Linked DNA regions of Sus scrofa: region 2 is linked to region 1. Evidence: chromatin contacts called from public promoter capture Hi-C data. All regions are on one chromosome and are shown on one strand. The core of a region is the stretch at or near the end of the contact, and the rest is flanking DNA. Distances in the headings are between cores, read along the strand shown. Region 1 holds the start of LOC100738642 (torsin-1A-interacting protein 2). Region 2 holds the start of QSOX1 (sulfhydryl oxidase 1).

Region 1 (4,463 bases), core at 528-3,027:
CCTACACAACAGCTCCCGGTAATGCCGGATCCTTAACTCACAGAGCGAGGCCAGGGATCAAACCTGTGTCCTCATGGATACCCGTCAGATTCGTCTCCACAGAGCCACGACAGGAACTCCTTTTCTTTCTATTTTGATTACCAAAACCATATGCCAATTCTTTAATATTAGTTAAGAGTTAAGCAGTCCAATTAATAACTGTTTCCACTTACTGAGTCCTTAAACTATCCCATTTAATTTTCTTTCTTGATTCATAAATATTTGATCTGCTGTGCAAAACTTATAATAAATGATAATCACTATACTGAATTCTCTCTTGGGGGACACAGTAGTAGCCATAAAATATAGACTATTACTGAAATTTTAACACAATTACAATTCTAAATACAAAGTTAAAAGCCTAGAGCAAACTGTGCTTTTCTGAGCAAACTTTCCTTGAGAAGTTCAAGTGACACTTCAGAGAAATTGGATTTCTGTTGCATACAGTTTACAATTGTTTCCTAGGCAAAAATAAATTACATACCAGACACTACACATTATTAAAATTCCCAATAATCCTCAAATAATTAGTTAAATTCTTAAGTTACTTTATGTGTGAATTATGGAGACTCTCGGGCTAGTATTATCTCTACGTTAGGAAGAAAAACAAGTGAAACAGAGCTTAAATGAGTCACGTATGGCTATGTGATAAACCAGCAGCAAAACTGGTAATCAAGTTGTGGACTCTGCATTCAGCATAATAAACATTACTGAGGGGAGGCTCTCAAAATTGTCACAGCAAATGTCAGTTTTTCCAACTGTTCTAGTCTACACAAAGGCCTTCAGGAACGTTTTTAGTTCCTCTACCACTAGTTCCTTTTGAAATTAAATTATTTTCCACTGGCCATTTATATACGAGCCCTGTGCTTGAAAAACAAAACTGATAAATATGGATAACAACCACAGCCCCGATTCTTAAAAAACAGATTAGGAAAGGATCCAAAACAAAATGGTTTATGTTGGATCTAGATCCAAAACAAAATGTTTTAAAACCGAAAGACAGGTAAAACTGAAACAAAATACGTTGAATCAGATTAAGATAACTCATTTCTGTATCTGTGTACGAAACAAGCATTACTGATTTAGTAGAGAGTACACTTTTTTGAAGGAGGGAAAAAGAAGAAAACTTTCTCACTAGGTATGATAATACAGTTGGGAATACCTATACGCTATGTAAGAAATTAGTAATTATAGAGTCTTACTTCAAACTTGGTCTTTTCAGTACCATTAAGGCTAAAAGGCGGGGCGGGAGGGTGGGCACTATCTTACAAGGATCAAGACGACGAATGGATGGGATCCTGTTAAGCACGGAAGAAAAGAGAGTAATCACCACCTGTACTGGTAGTTTGCCCGTTTACATTTGAACCTTACAGGAATTCTGCTTCTCATCGCAAAGTCCGAACCAAGCATTTATTCCCACCTTGCTCTATTTAATGTTTACACAATTCTGTTTCTCTTTTTCCACTCCAAAACAAAAATATACCTCCAACCTGCTCCGTTTAAGGGTTTTGCGGTAGGGAGGTGGGGGTGGGGAGGGATCGTTTCTGAAAGATATTTAAAAAGAAGATATCAGATCAAATATTAAAACATGGAAAAGTTGTATATACATTTTACTCACTTACAAATTCTAGCGGGGCTTTAAATCGTCGACTGTCAACGTCAGGAGAGCCCTTCGAGGGTCCTTTCTGCTCCCCAACGCCGGGCTGCACCCCTCCGACGCGGCAGAACAGAACGTCGTCCCCGTCCCAGCCCACGTGACGGCGACCTCCGAGGGGAGGGCAGGCGCCCGCGGAATGCTGGGACTGGTAGGCGCCGGCCCCTCCTCCCTGCAGTCGGCACCTCCCTCTCACTCCCCGGCGCCGGCCAGCGCCCGGGCACGAGGCTGCAGGCGCCGTGAGCGCGCACTCGCGCTGCTCTCTGACCCGGAGGCGAGCGTCTCTCTGCCAGACGTCGGATGACCCTAATTCTCCCTTAAAAAAACCCCGAAAGTTCATAGGCTCAAAGAACCAGTGGAAGCAACACAGTGAGGGGCACTACCCCATGATAATGGCAAGCACCAGTCCGACTTGACTTAGAACCTGGCCTCTACCATTACGAGGTGCTTGTCCTGATCTAAACCTCAGTTTGCTGGTGTCCAATGGGGCAAGGCTACATACCTCATCAGGTGGCTGTGAGTAAATGAGCTAAAGTGCGCAAGAGTGTCTGCTAAATGACTGTAGTAAATGATGAATAAAAGCCATTATCTGATCTATTAATCTTATGTGAAAATTGAGATGGCAATTTACCCAAGAACAACTAATTGGGCAAAGTCAAGTCTAAAATTCTAGTTCCTGACCTGCACCAATTCAAGACAGCATAGAAGAAATCTACATAAATCTCGACTTCCCCTCTGCTAATTTTTTTCCAAACACTTCTGACCAACGCACTATTTTACTTACTATAATTTTTATCTGACTCCCATAGAATATGAAATCCAAGGCAGGGAGGGTTGGTTTTAGGTCTATTTTTTACTGCTGTATCCCAGCACCTAGAACAGCTTTTGTCTGGTGCATAGCATAACCCCCAATATTAACTGGACTAATGCTTCTTCATGTAACTGATTTTTGGTGTCTTCACCTTGCAACCATCCTCTTTTGGCAGAAGACACAGGATTTGGGAACATCTTGGATGCTTTTTAATTGTTTGACTGCAATTTCTAATTCAACAAACAATAAGAGGAAGAATACTACATTCTAGTCACTTTATTGAGTTTTAATTTCTTAATTTCAGTATAATATCTCAAGCTAGATGTTTTCATTTGTATTAAGTCTTGAAAATATTTTTCTGTTGATGTGAGATGGGGAATAAATGCAGCTAACTCCTATGTCTTTAATTTACTTCCTCTAAATATTTTAATCTTTTCCTTATTAAAAATAACAATGTTACCTCTTTCTACCAAGATACAATCCCCAAAGTTATTTCCCTATTGACCAGAAATGTAGATATTATGCACAATGACTTGATAAATTCTTTCTCAGTAAATAACAGGATTTCTGGTTACCCTAAACTAAAAATTCATGTTCAAAAATTATCATTTAAAATAGCTCCTTTACTTAGAAATCCAGTGTCAAGAACATTAGATTTCTAGACCTAGGCCTAAGAGCAAGGTATTTCACTTAATGCCAGTCACTTAACCTGAATTTTACTATTTTGCATGTCTTCCCTAATACATGGCAAATTCTCTCAGGGTAAAGAAAACTCTCATTAATTTAATTCATATACTTATGAATACGTATTCATATATCCTAGTAGACGCTTAAATTAATGAGTACATTGTTCTAATCATTTCTTCTCTTGTTCTCTTTTGATTCACTAAATTCCTCCACATATCTCAAACTCCTAAAGTAACATCCAGAGCTCATGATTCCTTTTGGTATTGATGGCCAAGCAATTCCCTTATATTAGCTATGAATCTACTGTCTATGCAATGTCACCTCTTTTGGGCCACCCCTGTAGTCTGGAAAACATCTACAGCAGAACATCTGGTTTGACAAGAGTTTAGCTTTACCTCAGTTAGTGATGAAAGTTGGTATTTGTAAGATTACTAGGTGTGGAGGCACGTAGGGCAGAGCTAGAATTATGTATCCTTATTACCTAGACAAAAGAGGGAAAATCCTAAGCAAATATACTGTTAAGGTCCAAGTTTCTATATAGTCACCTGTCCTGGCAACTGTTTTAAAGAGGCTCTTAATATATGCATTCCTGATTAGTAATCCTATAAAGTTTTATACACTTTAATGACTTTATTACAGAACCTTTATCATATGAATGAGTAATTTAATAGGCACCTATAAACTATTGCCTAAAAAATAAAAGGCGGGTACTAACCAAGTGTGAACATTTCCCAGCATTTTGTTAGAAAAGATCTAAGTCCCACATATTTCCAAATAATATCTAATGCAGGTTGACGAGGAAGAAGATGCTTTTCACCAAAGATTTTTAAAAAGTGTCATTTCCCATGCTGCTACTCCTTCAGTTTCTTTGGCTGTATTGTATAAACAAGACTAAACTAAGTGCAGTTCCTAACAGGCAGAAACCTAAGCGATTCTGCCTGTAACACAGCACTAACATGGTTTCTGAACAGTGCTGCTGGAATAGAGTTTTTATCCGAAGCCAGGAATGTTCGCTGTGTGTGCATTTTACACACGGGAATCCACCCGAGTCAACCTGTAGATCCGATTTTGTACACTCAACTGTGACTTAAAAACCTAAAACCGGTTAACTGCCTTCACGAGGAGCTTGAAACTAATATTTTCTCCAAGCAGAGAGGAAACCTGCAAAAGTACCTTTCTTATCACCCCTGCTAGGGGCACATGGAAAGGTACGGCTAAGGCAGCAGTCGATCAAAAAGGCAGCGGGGAAAGTGCGCAACAGCCTGGGCTCAA
Region 2 (4,463 bases), core at 1,265-3,764, 270 kb after region 1:
ACCAAACACTCTTCCGTGGCTCACCATCATTATCTGCATTGGTGTATAGACTGCATTCCTCTGACCACCTATCTCATTTTTTGGTGGATACATTCCCTCTCTTTTATTCACACATAACATGTGAATGAGTCACAAGTGGGAAAGTCAACAGGGCTCCTTTGACCTCAGTCTTCTGATCTGTAAAAATGGGACACTAATACGCTCAACCTCATAGAATTGGCATGAGGATTCAATGAGTTACATCTGCTAGTGCTCAGAATAGCAGGTGCACACTGTTAGCCAGTACTGTTATTATTCTCTCACCTGATTTATCCTGGCTCACTTTCCTATAGCTTGTGCACAAGGGGGACCTGGGGAGGAATTCCTAAGTCTTCCCCACTACTTTCAATGCCTTCCTCAGCACACCTTTCCTCTCCTCACCCCACACCTGAGTAGATTTCCTTCTCTGCCCCCTTTTCATCCCAGGAAGCCCCTGGACGGGCAAGCAGGGAAGTTGCTGAGTGGAGTCCATGGATGTTTTCTGCTTTCAGTTCTAGACCAGTGGTTTTCAAATGGTGGCCTAGGGAACCCCTTGGCTCCCAAGAAGCCTCATGGACCACAGAAAGTGTGTATTGCTATAGGTTGAAAGCAAGTAACTTCAGCTTGCTTTTATCCAAGACTCCTTTTAAGATTCTGTTTGAGGAGTTCCCATCGCGGCTCAGTGGTTAACGAATCTGACTAGGAACCATGAGGTTGCGGGTTTGATCCCTACCCTTGCTTAGTGGGTTAAGGATCCTGCGTTGCTGTGGCTGTGGTGTACGCCAGTGGCTACAGCTCCGATTCGACCCCTAGCCTGGGAACCTCCATAGGCCGCGGGTTCGGCCCAAGAAATGGCAAAAAGACAAGGAAAAAAAAAAAAAAGAAAGAGATTCTATTTGAATAGACTTCTAAGACTTAGAGTTGAAAATCCCAGTATTGCTGTTCTGGGATATTGAAGCCCCCGATTTTACCACTCTCCGGGCTGATTTCTTTGACTCCATTGCCAAGAAACTTTATCCACTCTATCTGAATCGTTTGTGTTCGTTTCCATTTCGGATGTTCTGAAATAGATATGTGAACAAGCACATCTTTGTGTAGTTATGTGGGCTGTCCTTCTCAGGCACTCACCTTGTCCCTTTAATTCCCAGGGAATTCCCTGGGGAAGAGAACACCTGGGGAATAGAAATATTTGAAGGCACTTGACTTTTACTGGCACCTTATCCAGTTGCTGAAGTTCTTCCAACCTTTGGAATCCAGGGTTTCCAGGGAGCTGTCAGTGCAGTTCAAGACTTTGGCACAGAGACTATGAATGCACGAAGGGAGCAAAAGCCCCAACTGCCAGATCTCTGCCTGGAATGTTCTCATCCCAGATTACCACAAGGCTCTCTCCCATACATCATTTGGGTCTTTGGCTCAAATATTACCTCGTTAGAACTGCCGTAAGACTAGGGCGAGAGGAGCCTCTACCTTGTCTTCTGAGCTCTGTGGCCCTCTTCCAGCCACACCCCTTTCCACAGAGCTAGAAGCCCATGGGTCAAGGGGATGTGCCCACCCAAATCTCCTGTTTCTCACCCTTTCTTAGATCATACCGTGGATACTTGAGACCCTAGAACCCATTGCCCCAGCGGCACCAGATCAGCTTCTAGAGACAACATCGACCCAAGGTCTGTCCTCTTGAGGAGCCAAGGCGTGGCTATTTGCTGGAGATATGGATGCAGCTCAGATGTGCCGGCAAGGATGTTATAGGTATGGACACAAGGCCCCTTGATGGATGGGACAGACCTGGGGTGCAAAGAGTAGGAGGAAGGTCAAGGGCCAGGGACCAGTTACCACCTCAGTGGCCCCGTTCCACAGCGCATCTTGGGGGAGTCCAAGAATTCCAGATTATTATGGAGGTATACTTGTCAAGATGAAAGGATAGGAATTTTACATAACAGTTTAAATTGGTTGTACTTAAAAAATGTATAGGCACATGATATGTGTGCCTTCATGTGCATTATTGACCCTGGCCCTGCAAATATGAGGGGTGGGCCCACCCCTGACCTCATTGTCTTCTAAAATACCTAAAATACCGCTTCCTCTGTCACCCTATTTTTACCCTATTGCACATATCTTCATAACCTTTGTCAATACAGGATCTACATTTATATCTCTCTATCCTTACTAGAATGTACGTTCCATGACTGTGGAATCTTGGTTTTATTTACTGCCTTATCTTTTGTTCCTAGAACAGTGCCTGGTACCAAGAAACCACTCAATAAATGCTGGAATAACAAATCTAGTTTCCGATGGCTTACAGGCAAGGTGGGCTGACCCAGCAGACACAAAAGAAAATGATCATTTGTGATAACACTCTGAGGAACACCTGCTCTCCTTAAGATAACTCAGCATCAGAGCTGCAAAAGGTGGACCAGGGGAAGTTAATCATTAATACCTTAGTACACAGGAACACAAATGAGTTATAAGGGTACTAGTCAGAAGGATTTGTACGTGAAAATGGAGATCTGTGAGTGGGGATTTGGGCCGCTGGGAGCCCCAGTTGGAGGAATAGACCGAATAACCTGGACCTGTGAGTTGAGGAAACTGATTGCACCCAATGGGCCATGCAAATCTAGCCCAGCATAAGATGGGAGGGGGCTTCTCATTCATGATTAGGAAACCCTCAAACAATGTTTTCCTTAGATGATCACAGGCCTCCAGGGTGTGGGCACATCTGATGCCGTGGGGCTGTGGTGATGACACACTCAGAGACTGTCCTGCCACCTGTCCTTCTCCCTCACATGCATCTAATTCACAACCTCTTATCGTTTGGTGGGATCCCCAGAACTTTCCGGGAACAGCATAAATCGGTCCAGTCTATTCCAACGGACTCTTTTTCCGTTGGATTCGGGGGCCTGGGAGAAGCCAAATGACTTCCTCCAGTCCCCAGCAGCGACCGGGAACGCCGGTCCAGGATTCCGCCCGCGGATGTCGCACATCTTTCATTTGGCGGGTGGGGCCCCGCGGCCTGAGCTGTGCTCCCTGGCTCCCGGGGCCGAGGCGCGAACCGGCTAGCTCTGAGGTCTCCGCTGCCGGAACCAGGCGCTCTGGGCCGGGCCCGACTCCAGCGCCCAGCTCAGGCCCTCAGCTGCTCCCCCGCCCACTGGCCGCTGGCCGGAGGGCGGGGCGGGGCAAGGGGGCGGTGCCGGGCCTCGTTGGGCGGGACCACGTGGCTCCTCCTCCCGACGGAGGCAGGAGGTGCCGCCGAGCAGCTGGGCACCAACTCGTCTGAAACTTGCGAGCAGTGGTGGGCGAAGTCACCGAGGATGGGGTCGTGCGGCCGCGGCTCCGGGCCGCCGCTGTCGCTGCTGCTGCTGGCGGTGCTGCTGGCGGTGCCCGGCGCTGGCGCGGCCCCGCGCTCGGCTCTCTACTCGTCCTCTGACCCGCTGACGCTGCTGCAAGCGGACACGGTGCGCGGCGCCGTGCTGGGCTCCCGCAGCGCCTGGGCGGTGGAGTTCTTCGCCTCCTGGTGCGGCCACTGCATCGCCTTCGCCCCTACGTGGAAGGCGCTGGCCAACGACGTCAAAGGTGAGAAGCCGGAGGCGGAGGGGTGAGGAGGCCCGCTCTTCTCGCCACACCTGGGCGAACCTCCGCCTCGTGCCAGGCGGAGGCCCCTCCCGCGGCGCGCGCTTCCCCCTGCCCATCACCTCCGGCCGTCTTCCTCTCTGCCCCTCCCACTTCCCCCCCAGTTTCGCAGTCCTCAACTCCATATTTAGCTCCCGCCCCTCCTTGTCTTTTTCCCCTTGACGGGTGTCGAGAGTTTCTTTCCCCTCCCCGCGGCCTGGGTACCCGGACCTGCTCTGCTTTGCCTGTCGGCCCTCGGCCGGTTTACTGCCCCCATCCCTGCGACGTGGTCTCCTTTGTTCCTACTCGCTGACACCTTCCAGCTTCCTCTCGCCCAGCCTTGTGTCCGTCCCTTTACTACCAAGTTTCCCAGCTGCGATGGGATCAGTGCTGGGGAGAAAAGGAACTGATACTCATTCTGCTGTTCCCTCCCCCCAATTCCCACTCCCTCCTTTCTTTCCCCACCCCTGGTTAATTGACCCAGCTTTATCTTGGAGGCAGAGTTTCCCTGTCTCACTTCCTGGCCTCTCCGACCTGCTGCCTCCAGCTCTTAGCTTCTGGGCCACATCCTTCTCTGTCTTTCCGTTGGCTATGCACCCGCTCGGATCCTTCTGCTTTAACCCCATACGGCGAGACACTTGGCTGAGGGCAGCCTCTTCGTGTGTGTTTGGTCCTTGCTCCACTTTCCCATTCATTGGCCTGACCGCTGGTACCAGATTTCCTTGATTCTAAGGGAGGGTCAACTGTGAGGCCCACCATTCATTTACTAACACCTGAGGGGCTGAGCGGTAACACAAGCCAATAGATGGAGAGAGAATGACGGTGTAGTCTATTACAGAAAA

Evidence for each region. Promoter capture Hi-C pulls out the DNA fragments that hold promoters and counts their contacts.
Region 2: a promoter capture Hi-C map of liver shows a contact between it and region 1, with 3 times the contacts expected there. The contact joins the promoter of QSOX1 here to the promoter of LOC100738642 in region 1. A contact is called at or near these places in 1 of 5 promoter capture datasets (liver) and 3 of 47 Hi-C or Micro-C datasets (liver and skeletal muscle).

The regions. Positions count from the first base shown.
Region 1 is chr9:121,511,002-121,515,464 of Sscrofa11.1, forward strand. It overlaps LOC100738642 (torsin-1A-interacting protein 2), which reads right to left and starts at 1,778. Exons shown (of 2, transcript XM_005656744.3): 1 at 1,662-1,778. It also overlaps a transcript of TOR1AIP2 not described here.
Region 2 is chr9:121,776,558-121,781,020 of Sscrofa11.1, forward strand. QSOX1 (sulfhydryl oxidase 1) reads left to right here and starts at 2,515. Exons shown (of 13, transcript XM_013989655.2): 1 at 2,515-2,587; 2 at 3,031-3,585. The coding sequence starts at 2,515.